2 separate regions of the Mus musculus genome follow, and region 1 is linked to region 2. A link is a contact called in public HiChIP or PLAC-seq data. All regions are on one chromosome and are shown on one strand. Each heading gives the region's core, a stretch centred on a gene start, on an enhancer-like site or on the middle of the called end of the contact. The rest is flanking DNA. Distances are from core to core; before and after follow the strand shown. Region 1 holds the start of 9430015G10Rik (RIKEN cDNA 9430015G10 gene). Region 2 overlaps Gm52714 (a long non-coding RNA gene).

The links. HiChIP or PLAC-seq counts read pairs in DNA pulled down with a chosen protein or histone mark.
Region 1: a contact with region 2 is called in an H3K27ac HiChIP or PLAC-seq map of the HPC-7 cell line, with 5 times the contacts expected there. The contact joins the promoter of 9430015G10Rik here to the enhancer-like site in region 2. A contact is called at or near these places in 2 of 39 promoter capture datasets (the C10 cell line and macrophages), 1 of 15 datasets of contacts at CTCF or cohesin (pro-B cells), 13 of 484 Hi-C or Micro-C datasets (CD4 T cells, CD8 T cells, LSK cells and 10 more), 7 of 115 datasets of contacts at active chromatin or transcription factors (the 230-238 cell line, the HPC-7 cell line, embryonic stem cells and 2 more) and 2 of 9 other capture datasets (adipose tissue and liver).

What each region holds. Positions count from the first base shown.
Region 1 is chr4:156,107,171-156,112,340 of GRCm38.p6, forward strand. It overlaps 9430015G10Rik (RIKEN cDNA 9430015G10 gene), which reads left to right and starts at 2,828. Exons shown (of 10, transcript NM_177205.1): 1 at 2,828-3,003.
Region 2 is chr4:156,068,729-156,073,703 of GRCm38.p6, forward strand. It overlaps Gm52714 (a long non-coding RNA gene), which reads left to right. Exons shown (of 3, transcript XR_003955326.1): 2 at 3,781-3,854; 3 at 4,570-4,689. Among named protein-coding and RNA genes, the nearest start is that of Gm52714, 6.9 kb to the left of the region's middle. Within about 2 kb of position 1,688, at least 82 of the 459 cell types and tissues checked have an H3K27ac peak or open chromatin away from gene starts, as enhancers often do. A contact at or near this core is called in the 230-238 cell line, CD8 T cells, the HPC-7 cell line and 7 more, where this site is marked.

The DNA.
Region 1 (5,170 bases), core at 1,578-4,077, 40 kb after region 2:
TTAGCATTACCACTATTGTAATCTGTACTGAAATCCACATTGTAGAAAGAAAAACAAAACAAAACAAAACAACAACAACAGATTCATGCCTTCAAGTCACAGCAAAAGCTATAGCTCAGAATTAAAAGCGTGAACACTCTTTCATCTGTTCAGAGAGCTGGATGTATAGATTGGACAAAGATGCTTTCAGCATGGTAAGCTTATTTTTTTCCCTTGGGACAGAGTTTCTCTGTATAATAACCCTGCCTGTCCTGGAACTTGCTTTGTAGACCAGGCTGGTCTCGAACTAAGAGATACTCCTGCCCCTGCTTTCCTGACTGCTGGCCGATAAAGAAGCAATCTTAAGTCTATACTCAGATGACCAAGGAAACTTAAAATCTTGTGCTCTTGACTATAACTGGATTAGACAGCGCTTTGCAAGAGTTAGAGTGGTGAATTCTGTGTATAGGGATTTGAGGTTCAGAAAACCTTAAGGCTACCCTTACCCTCCAAGGCCAAATAAACCTACTGACTACAGTAATATTACAAAATGGGCTGGGGATAGGTCTGCTATCAGCTCCACGGAGATGGCAACCCTGGGCCCAACGCAGGGAAAAGGGGGTGGAAAACCCACAAATCCCCAAGCGGGAAAAAACTACCAATCCCTGAACTTCACACACACACACACACACACACACACACACACACACACACACACACACACACCCCACTAACCCCTGAGCATGAAAGTCTACCAATCTTTGAGATTCCCAAGCTCAGGACTTGAAATCCTCACTCTGGTCATCTCTGCCCTGAGAAGCTCCGCCCTCTCAAAAATTCTTATTTTCACTGCCCTGTGCCCATTTCCCTGATGTTCACTCCTGGGAGCAGAGGGCATCTGTCCCTGGATTTGTCCCTCTTCCTGGATTCTTCCCTTGAATAAATAGCCTTTGTGAGATTCACTGCCTGGAGTTACTCTGTCATTGGAAGAAGCCAAGAAAAGAAGCTAAGAAGTTGAGGGTCCTGAGCTCCTCAGCTCAGTTGGGGATCCCTCCCCTGGGAGCTGCAATGCGAGGAGGCTTCCTCTCAGAGCTGTGTGGTTCTTGGGTTCCTGAGCCCGCAGACACCTTTCCATCCTAGCAGAAGCATTTATAGTGAAAGAAGAGGTGCTAGTGTCCTGCGTATGACTCTTCCCTCATACTCACTGCCTACCAACGCTCCGTGGATGTCAAGTCTCTGATGAACACACACACACAACCCTTTCAAAGTCATCTGTCTTTTCCTAATACTTGCCAGAAATACTAGAGGTCCTGGGGGTAGCCCAGAGGAAGTACAAAAAAAGCAACACAGACAGAAATCCTGTCTGTCCTGATGTCACTAATTTAGGAAGAATCTCGTCCATTTTACCACAGTCCCCCCCCCACACCCCCCCCCCCCCCCCCGTGCTGCTGTAGTCACTGCGGCTGGCCAAGAAAGACCACAGCTTTATTCTTAGATCCACTGGGCCTTAGGGTAGAATTCCAGAGAGGAGTAAATCGCGGTGGTGCAAAGAATGCTGAGTTGTCTGACCAGCTCTACCAGATCAGAGAAACTGAGGTCATGAGGAAGTGAGGAAGGCCTAGCAGAGAGCAGGGTGAAAAAAACAGGACCAAGCCTGACAGATACTCTCTAATCTTTGTTCAAAACAGAGCCCTGGTGCACACAGTTTTGCTCTTTTCCAGGGGCGGTCTAGTGGTTCTACCTCACTTCAGAGAAGATGTAAGCTTTCAAAAAGTACAGTGCCAGGGCTGGTGAGATGGCTCAGTGGGTAAGAGCACTGACTGCTCTTCTGAAAGTCCTGAGTTCAAATCCCAGCAACCACATGGTGACTCACAATCATCCATAATGAGAACTGACGCCCTCTTCTGGGGTGTCTGAGGACAGCTACAGTGTACTTACATATAATAATAAATAAATCTTTAAAAAAAAAAAAAGTACAGTGCCTCCTCCTTGTGTTACTGTGGGGCGTCCATGGAGTTTTAGCTTCTGTGAAGAAGCCTAAGTACCCGAGGCCTCCAAAGTGAGAGGCCGGGGCGATCAGGCAGCCCAGAGACAAGACTCCTCCTAAGCATTCCACTTGGTGACCCCAGAGGCACCATGCTCGGCTTAAGAGTGGGTGTGGCTTCCCATTTGGGAGGAACCAGAGTCCAGCTCCCTAAGCAGACACGCCAAAGATGTATTAGAAAGTCCCGATTTTTACAAAAGAATGAATTTGAACTTTGTCTTCATCTTGAAATGGGGCTAGCCAAATCACGAACTATAGCCAGTTAAATATTTCAAAGGCTACCATAGCCTTGATTGGCAGTTCTGATTCTTTTTTTTTTTTTTTTGAGACAGGGTTTCTCTATATAGCCCTGGCACTCACTTTGTAGACCAGGCTGGCCTCGAACTCAGAAATCCGCCTGTCTCTGCCTTCCAGTGCTGGGATTAAAGGCGTGCGCCCCGACACCCGGCTCCAGCTTTGAATTCTTTTGTGACCCTCTTGGAGCGAGGCGGACGTTACACTCCATAGCCTTGCTTAGAACCAAGGCCGGCCACCTAACAAGGACTACGATGATTGGCCGCCCCTAGAACTATTGGGGAATGTAGTCGTTTCCTTCCCTCCCTAGGCTCAAGTCCTCTTGGACTACATTTCCCAGTCAGCGCTGGGAACGCAAACCCGCTGCCAGGACGGAATCCTGGGTAAACGCACTTGGGCGAAGGGGCCGCTAGGAGTTGTAGTTTTTTTGCCCTCGCCACGGCCTGGGCGGGGGCGGGCCAGAGACTACAAATCCCAGAGACGCTCGCGGGGCGCGCGCAGGGCGGCCGGTACGAAAGGAGCTCGGCTGGCGAGTGGTGAGTGAGGGCCCTGCTCTGGCGGAGGTGGCGGCTGCAGCGACGCCGTAAAGGCCGCGGGTAGCGCAGACTCTGGGACTCTGAGACTAATGCAGGGCCTAGCGGGGCAGCGCCTCCCTCGCTGCCTGCCATCTTGTCAGTGAGGAGGCGGTACGGACGGAGCCGGGAGTGGAGCGTGGTGGATGGAGGGACGGGGAGGTTGCAGGGGACATGGACCGCGAGCTGCACGGAGGTGGAGGACGTGGGAGATGGGTTGGTGTCGTGAAGGGGGCGAGGTCCTCCCGCGGGATGTGCTCTTCTTGAGGACTTTGCCGTGAGAGCCACTATATCAGCGAGTTACACATCCTCCCGCGTTTCGGCGCATTAAATGTAAAGGTGTCGAACTTAGCCCAGTATTTTGTTTTTTTATTGTTTTGGGAAAGGGGTTGGCCATGTAACCCCTGCCGTTGTCTCGTAATCTTGTTGGGTTTTCTTAGTCTCACTGCAGTGTACAAAGAAGGCAAAACTGTTTTTTTTTGTTTGTTTGTTTGTTTGTTTTGTTTTGTTTTTAATTTGTGGGTTTGTGGTGCTGTGTGTGGCCGAGGTGGGGTGGGGGCAGGATTTGAATCTGGGGCTTTCTCACATTTTGCTTCTCCTCTACAATAAATCCCGCAAGAAAGTCATGGGTTGGCTTCACCAGGTTGAGCCAGGTTACAAACATAGTTTGGTAACTACGTTAAGAGCTAGACAATAATTTGAGTCCGTTTTTATTTTTAGAAGCTCGTAGAAGGAACTACAGATCTGAATTATGCAGATAGTTTCTTTCTCCACCCCCCCCCATCCCCCCTTCCTTTTCTTTCTTTTTTTGAGACAGGTTGGCCTGGAACTCATTCTGTAGACTAGGCTGGGATTAAAGGCATGTGGCCCCGTAACTCGGCTAATAGTTTCTTTTCTTGACTTCCATATCCTGGCCTTAATAATCTTCCCCAAAACAAAGCAAGCACATATCTTGATGAGTTTAACTCATCTTAGGTGAGCTCTTTTGTCCACTAGCAGCATCTGTCACAACCTTTCGGAACTGGCTTGCATTTGTTCATGTTAATTTGGATCTATAAGGTAACTCATTAAAAGAACATTGCTACCAGGCAATGGTGGCACACATTCCCAGCACCTCGGAGGCAGAGGCAGGCAAATCTCTTGAGTTCCAGGCTCCAGGATAGTGGGTAAGAACAGGTATTCAACAATGCTACTCCTTGTGTAGCTACCTAATGATGAGAATCTATCTCAAAAGAAAATCAGCTTGAAAGACATCATCTACTACATAGTTTGAGACCAGCCTGAAATACATAAGACTGCACACACATGCACAGTGGTCTGTAATCCCATGCTTGTAACCCTAGCACTTTGGGAGGCAGGGGCAGGAGTTGAAGACCAACCTGGTCTACATAGTGATGCAGTGAGTTCCAGGCAAGGTTGGCCTTCATAATGAGATCCTAATTCAAAAAAATAAAAAGGTGTGGCAAAGATAGCTCAGTTAAAAGTGCCTGCAGAACAAGTATGAGGATGAGTTTGTAGCCACAGTGCCCACATTAATGTGAGGAATGGAGTCAGATGGGTTCTTGAGCTCATTGATTGGTCAGCTGAGCCGCATCAATGAGCTCCCGGTTCAATGAAAGAGCCTGTCTCAAAAAATACAGTGGATGGGGACTGGGTAGATGGCTGAGGGTAAAATGCGTGTGTAAGCATGAGAGCCTGAATTCAGATTCCCAGTCCCTATTGAAAGAGCAGGTGGCGTACCTCCCTCATCCCAGTTTGAGTAGAAGGAAAACAAGCAACTCCTCAGGGCAGGCTGACCATCCAGCAAAGGTGATGAGGTCTGGGTTCAGTGAAAGATCCTATGACCCACCTCTAATTCCAGCACCAGAGAAGCAGAGGCAGGGGAATCGCTGTGAGTTCAAGGCCAGCTGGTCTTCACAGCTAGTTCTAGGACAGCCAGGATTATAGAGAGACCTGTCTCCAAAACAAACAAACAAACAAACAATGGTGGAGAGTGATAGAGGAAGACATGCATCTCCTGTCTCTGAGCACCACACGTGCCGTGGGAAAGTGAACCCATGCACACATGCACTACACAAAATAAGGTGGAGAGTAGTCACTGCTGACTTCTGGTGTACACACACTTCTAAACACGTGTATACACCACGCACAACAGGAAAGTATGTGTAGGACCCACATAGTGAAAGAAGAGAACTGCCTCTCACAAGTCGTCTTCTGACCTCCATGCATGTCTTAGCAGATGTGTAAATATGACATAAACAAATAATCAGAAACTTAAAAA
Region 2 (4,975 bases), core at 438-2,937:
GAAAGTCTGGCTCTGTGTACCCATGGATAGTGCTAGACACGGTATTTCCTGGTATCTCCACGAAAGTAGCGCAGCCACACTGCGGAGTTGCAGAGAATTTACACATAGCTGTTGGAGCCTAGCTTTTTCCTCGCTTACGGCTCTGCCTCAAGCCCGAGCTCTGGAAGAAGACGACATTGGTACAGGTAACAGATTTGCATGCAAAGGCAGCACCTGGCGTCTGCATTAGCATCTAATTTGAAAATCTTCGATTCAGGAGAAAGGTATGGACTCTTGAGTCCAAGCTAGAGCCAAGCAATTGATAATAGGGTTGGGTCTCTCTCTTGGGGCAGGAAGTCCTATGGGGCAGCATGGGCTTCAAGGAAGCCCTCCAGACCTATGGAGTAAGGCCAGTATGCTGGCCTTCACTTCTCTCAACTCCACTTCTCTGGGCTGGGCCCTGAGCCTGCAGGAAGCCTTGCCTGAGTTGGGCAAAGAGTATTCTAAGGGAGCATGGTAGCCCTTGGTGGCTGGCCCCCAGGCCTCCTGGCCCCTGCTTTTCTTTGTTCCCGGTGGCCATACTGACTCCTAGCACCCCAGGTCAAATATCTGACCACCCTGAATAGGAACAGGGAAGTCCCCGTTACAAACACTCGGGGTGCTCAAGGCAGTAACTAGTCGAAAGCCAATAGACACCTTGCCATGCCCTACTTTGGGACTCCTAAGCATTTACACTGAGCATTTAAAGTGAGCATTACACTTTTGTCCAAGCCATTGCAGTTCTGGGTGCTGATAGAAGAAGTGGCACCACAGCAGCCACTTGGCTCCTAAGTGCTCTTCTGACCTATAGCCTCTAATCTCTTCTCCTCTGTCCTCACTACTAACCCCGTGTAACTCGGGTGTCCAGTGCCTCCTTCTCTCTTCTTGTGCCTTTGGATAAAGCACCTCATCTTGGTGCCTCTGCAGGCTGTAGGTAGAAATCAGAATATTTTATTTTTATATCAAGGTCTGAGGTAAGTGACCCAGCCTGTGAGGGGCCTGTGAGGCCTCAACAGATGGGGGTCAGAGAAAGGTCAGGTGGGGTTAGTAAGTCAACCACTGTGGGTCACGCAGGCCTTTCTTTGCCTTTGTTTCCAGAGAAGCAAAGATGTCTTCTCTTCCGCGCGCGCGCGTGCGTGTGTGTGTGTGTGTGTGTGTGTGTGTGTGTGTGTGTGTGTGTGTAATTCCTTTGGCTGCTGTCATCTTTCTCTGCAGAGCCAGATTTGGCTTCAGGTAGGACTGACTGGCCCATGGGTCAGGAATTGGGGAAAGCTGGAACACTAGTGTAGAGGGAATGGACCAGCTTAGTGGATGGCTTCTGAGGAAGAGGGAGGCAAGACCTAGAAATGCCAGGTTCCTTTAAGAGCAGATGCCGTCTTGAGCAGGGGGGGAGGTTTCTAGAGGCCCAGGCTAAGCAGAAGCAAAGGTGACCCTGTCACCCTGTCATAGGTTTCTCAGAGTTAAATCCCTGGTGGAGCGCATGTGGAGAGCTTAGCTGCTCTTGCTGCGCATGAGGTTAGGGGGCAGGTATAGGAAAGTGAAGGAGAATAGCTCCTGCCATGTGGGCTTTGGAAGATGACGGGGACGCTGGCGCAGCACTGCTCTGGGTTACAAGTCTCTTTTCAGCTTGCATAGCGGAGGAAGCAGAAACCCCACAGGAAGCAGGGTCCCCATCCCCAGAGGCTGAGGCGGGAGAACTGAGCAGGTGTTCCAGCTTAAAACCAAAGCCCTGTGCCTGATGACAGAGCTACAGGAGAGAATGCCACCCTGTTTTCTGCACCCCCCAAGCCCCAGGTGTCACAGCTGGGCCCCTAAGGCAATGTCTGATGCAACCCCAGCACAGAAAGGAGGCTGCAGTGGCCTATGGCCCGGCAGAAGGAAAGCTCTGTCATACAAAATTATTTTGCCCACCCTTGGGACCCTTGCTCCTGGCAGAGGCCTGAGCCCAGTGGGCCAAGTGAGGCCCTTCAGCCCCTTCAGGCACCCAGCTGCCCAGAGCCTCAAACCAGCCATTCTTTATGTCCCGATCCTCCCCCTCCCTTGCACAGCAATTCTGGATTCTTAACAAGACCTCTGGGTCTCCACCTAGGTAATTGGTCTCCAAAGGAAAGTGTCATGGAGACAGCCCCAGGCCTCAAGGGGTGGGCGGAGTCAGAAAATCACCACCCTTTTCTACTTTTGGTGTCTAATTGTGCTCAGGGGCTGTAACTCCCCAGCAGCAAGAAGGCTTGTTTTTCAGAGCCCCTGGAGTGAAGTGGGGGCTCAGTGGCTTCCTAGTCTCAGACACAAAAGACCACTGTGCTCTGCCAAGTACTCAGAGAAATCCAGGAATCAGGCCTAGGGTGGTAGGCTGGGGTGACAAAGCTAGGGTTTAGAGCTGAAGTGATGTAACCAGCGGAAAACAAAAAAACAAAAAAACAAAAAAAACAAAAAAAACCAAAAAACCCTGTTGATATGGGAGCCTGAGTCAGGTGCTTGAGGAAGTACAATACAGTTATACTGCACCTAGATCTGGACTAAAACATGTGAGGTTGGAGAATGTGTTTCTGTGTTCCGCATTAGAGTTTATTTCTAATTGGGGTCAAATTCACATAGCATAAAATGAATTGTTTTAGGGAGTGATTTATCACACTTCACACACATTCAAAGCATTTCAGTAACCATCAGATCCAGTTCCAGGCATATTTTATCATCTGAGAGAAACACTTTGAGCAGTGTTCCTTGGCCTCACCACTCACCAGTCTCTATCTCTCTGGGCTGAGTCTATTCTGGACATGTCCTAGGAATAGGGTACAGTATATACAGTTATGGCCTTTTGTGCCTGGCCAGGGGACCCAGAGACAGGCCCTCAATTTCATAGCTAAAAGTGTAAACAATTCTCACTGCAGTTTTTCATCCTTTGTTGTGAAGGAAGACATGCAACTGTTCATGGTCTGTTCTATGGTCTTGGAGGGCCAAGACAGAGGGTCCCATAGGAAACCCCAAAGTTCAATGGAATCAGAGCTGACAGGTAATGAGGGCCTATGCTCTCTGCCACGGCCTGGTCAGGCCAGCCTCATTAATCCATGTGTAGTAGCAGCATAGCTGTGTTTCCAGACAGGAAGACGATGTTGGAAAAGAATCTGGGAGTAAATATTTTATTATGACACTGTTATGTGTGATGGAAAGAAGTCTGCCAATCCCCCATCACCTTTGGTCACCTTTGTTCAAACTACGCGTGAGCGTGGGACATCAGACCGAGTTCATTAGAAGGGGAGAAGCAAAAAAGAGACTTTGACAGTGACAGTCAATGGGTGGAAGAAAAGTCTCCTTTAGGAGCGTGAGGACACATGTTCAGGAGCTGAGGGAGCAGAGAGGGACATGAGCATTAGGGGCCAACCAGAGAACCCTGAGCAGGCAGAACATGAGGTCCAGGTCCAGGTCATGGCAGCTTGATGTGTACCCCAGGAAAAGTGGGTACAGACAGCCCTCAAAAGAATAGAGAGTCCAGGCACTCAGGGGGCAAGAGTATGCCTCAACTGCAAGAAGAGGGATGTCTCCTGATGCTATGTCAGCTGTGAAAACAAAGGATTGGAGAAAGAGTGACACAGGCGGGGAAATCTTGGAGGAGGCCATAGCAATGCAGGGTCTTGGCTAGATCAGACCTCAGGGGCCATCTCTCCTTCTAAGCCCAAGCCATAAAGGAACAGGCTTGCTCTCAGGGATGTAGAACTATGGTGTGATTTAAGCTATGGTATCCTCATCTTTCTTTCTTCCTGCCAGGTGCCACAAAGAGAAGTCCCACCTCCAGGACTCCTGTGTAAAGGGGCAGATACTAAGCTAACTGTTCAATACTGGTATGGTGATACCTAGAACAAAGTGGGGCTGGGTTCCAGGACTCTATCTCTCCCAATATGACTGCAATCTAACTCAGGGGCCCATGTACTAGATTTCCCCTAAATCTCATTCAGAAGAGTCCCAGACCTTCCTCCAAGTGCTATTTGTGGTTCCATAAATCTAGACTCTCAGTAACTTCATGGAGTAACTGCCCACCCATGATCATATGTGTTTCCTGACTTCTAGAATATCTGGCATCCTGGGGCACTACCCAGAAGTAAAAAGGAAGCTACACGTGTAGGTATATAAGCATGTATTTACAAACAGCCTTGTGTGAGAAGGTATGCAATTCAAGTATATAAACATGGCTGTGTATATACTAGCAAGCATGTAGCTACACATGTGTAGGTGTTTGCATGAAGGCAGGCATCCAAGTGTACAAACAGGTTTGTGGGGGAATGTGTGTATGTACTAGAATATGAACATGAGAACATGACTGTGTACATACTGGCAAATATGCAGATACACATTCTTGTGTTTGCAAACAGGCAGCCACACCTAAGTGTGAGTGTGGCACACACCTACTCATTAGCTGTAGCCTGCTGCTTCCTTTTTGTTAGATGATGACAATGAAGGAGAAATAGAGTTATGAAAGGCACAGTGGAGGGTCTACTTGATATCCTCCTGGTTTTTATCGTGTTTGCAAAGCGATGCTTACTGTGTTCTTTTCCTCAGGATCCCTTCCAGAGCCTGAAATAACCATCTACCACTTGAAATAACCATGGCTGTTCAGGAAGGGCCTAATGTCTGAAGAGGAACTCTGGGGTCACAGAGCTCAGCAGTCAGTAGAGACAATTCTAAGGTATGCCATGAGAGGTTTCCCAGAGGAGACATTAATACATCCTTAATCCATCTTCCCAGAGTGGATGAACCCAGGGAAGGACAAAGCTCAACCTAGGGCAGTGGCTTTCAGCTTGTGTGTTAGGACCCCTTTGGGTTTGAATGACCCTTTCACAGGGGTCACCTAAGACCATCAGAAAACACAGATATTTACATTTGGAAACTTGAGAACCGCTGCCCTGGGAGGCTTTCATGAAGCAAACTGTGTCCCCCAAGGTGACACTATTCATTCTCAGTTCAA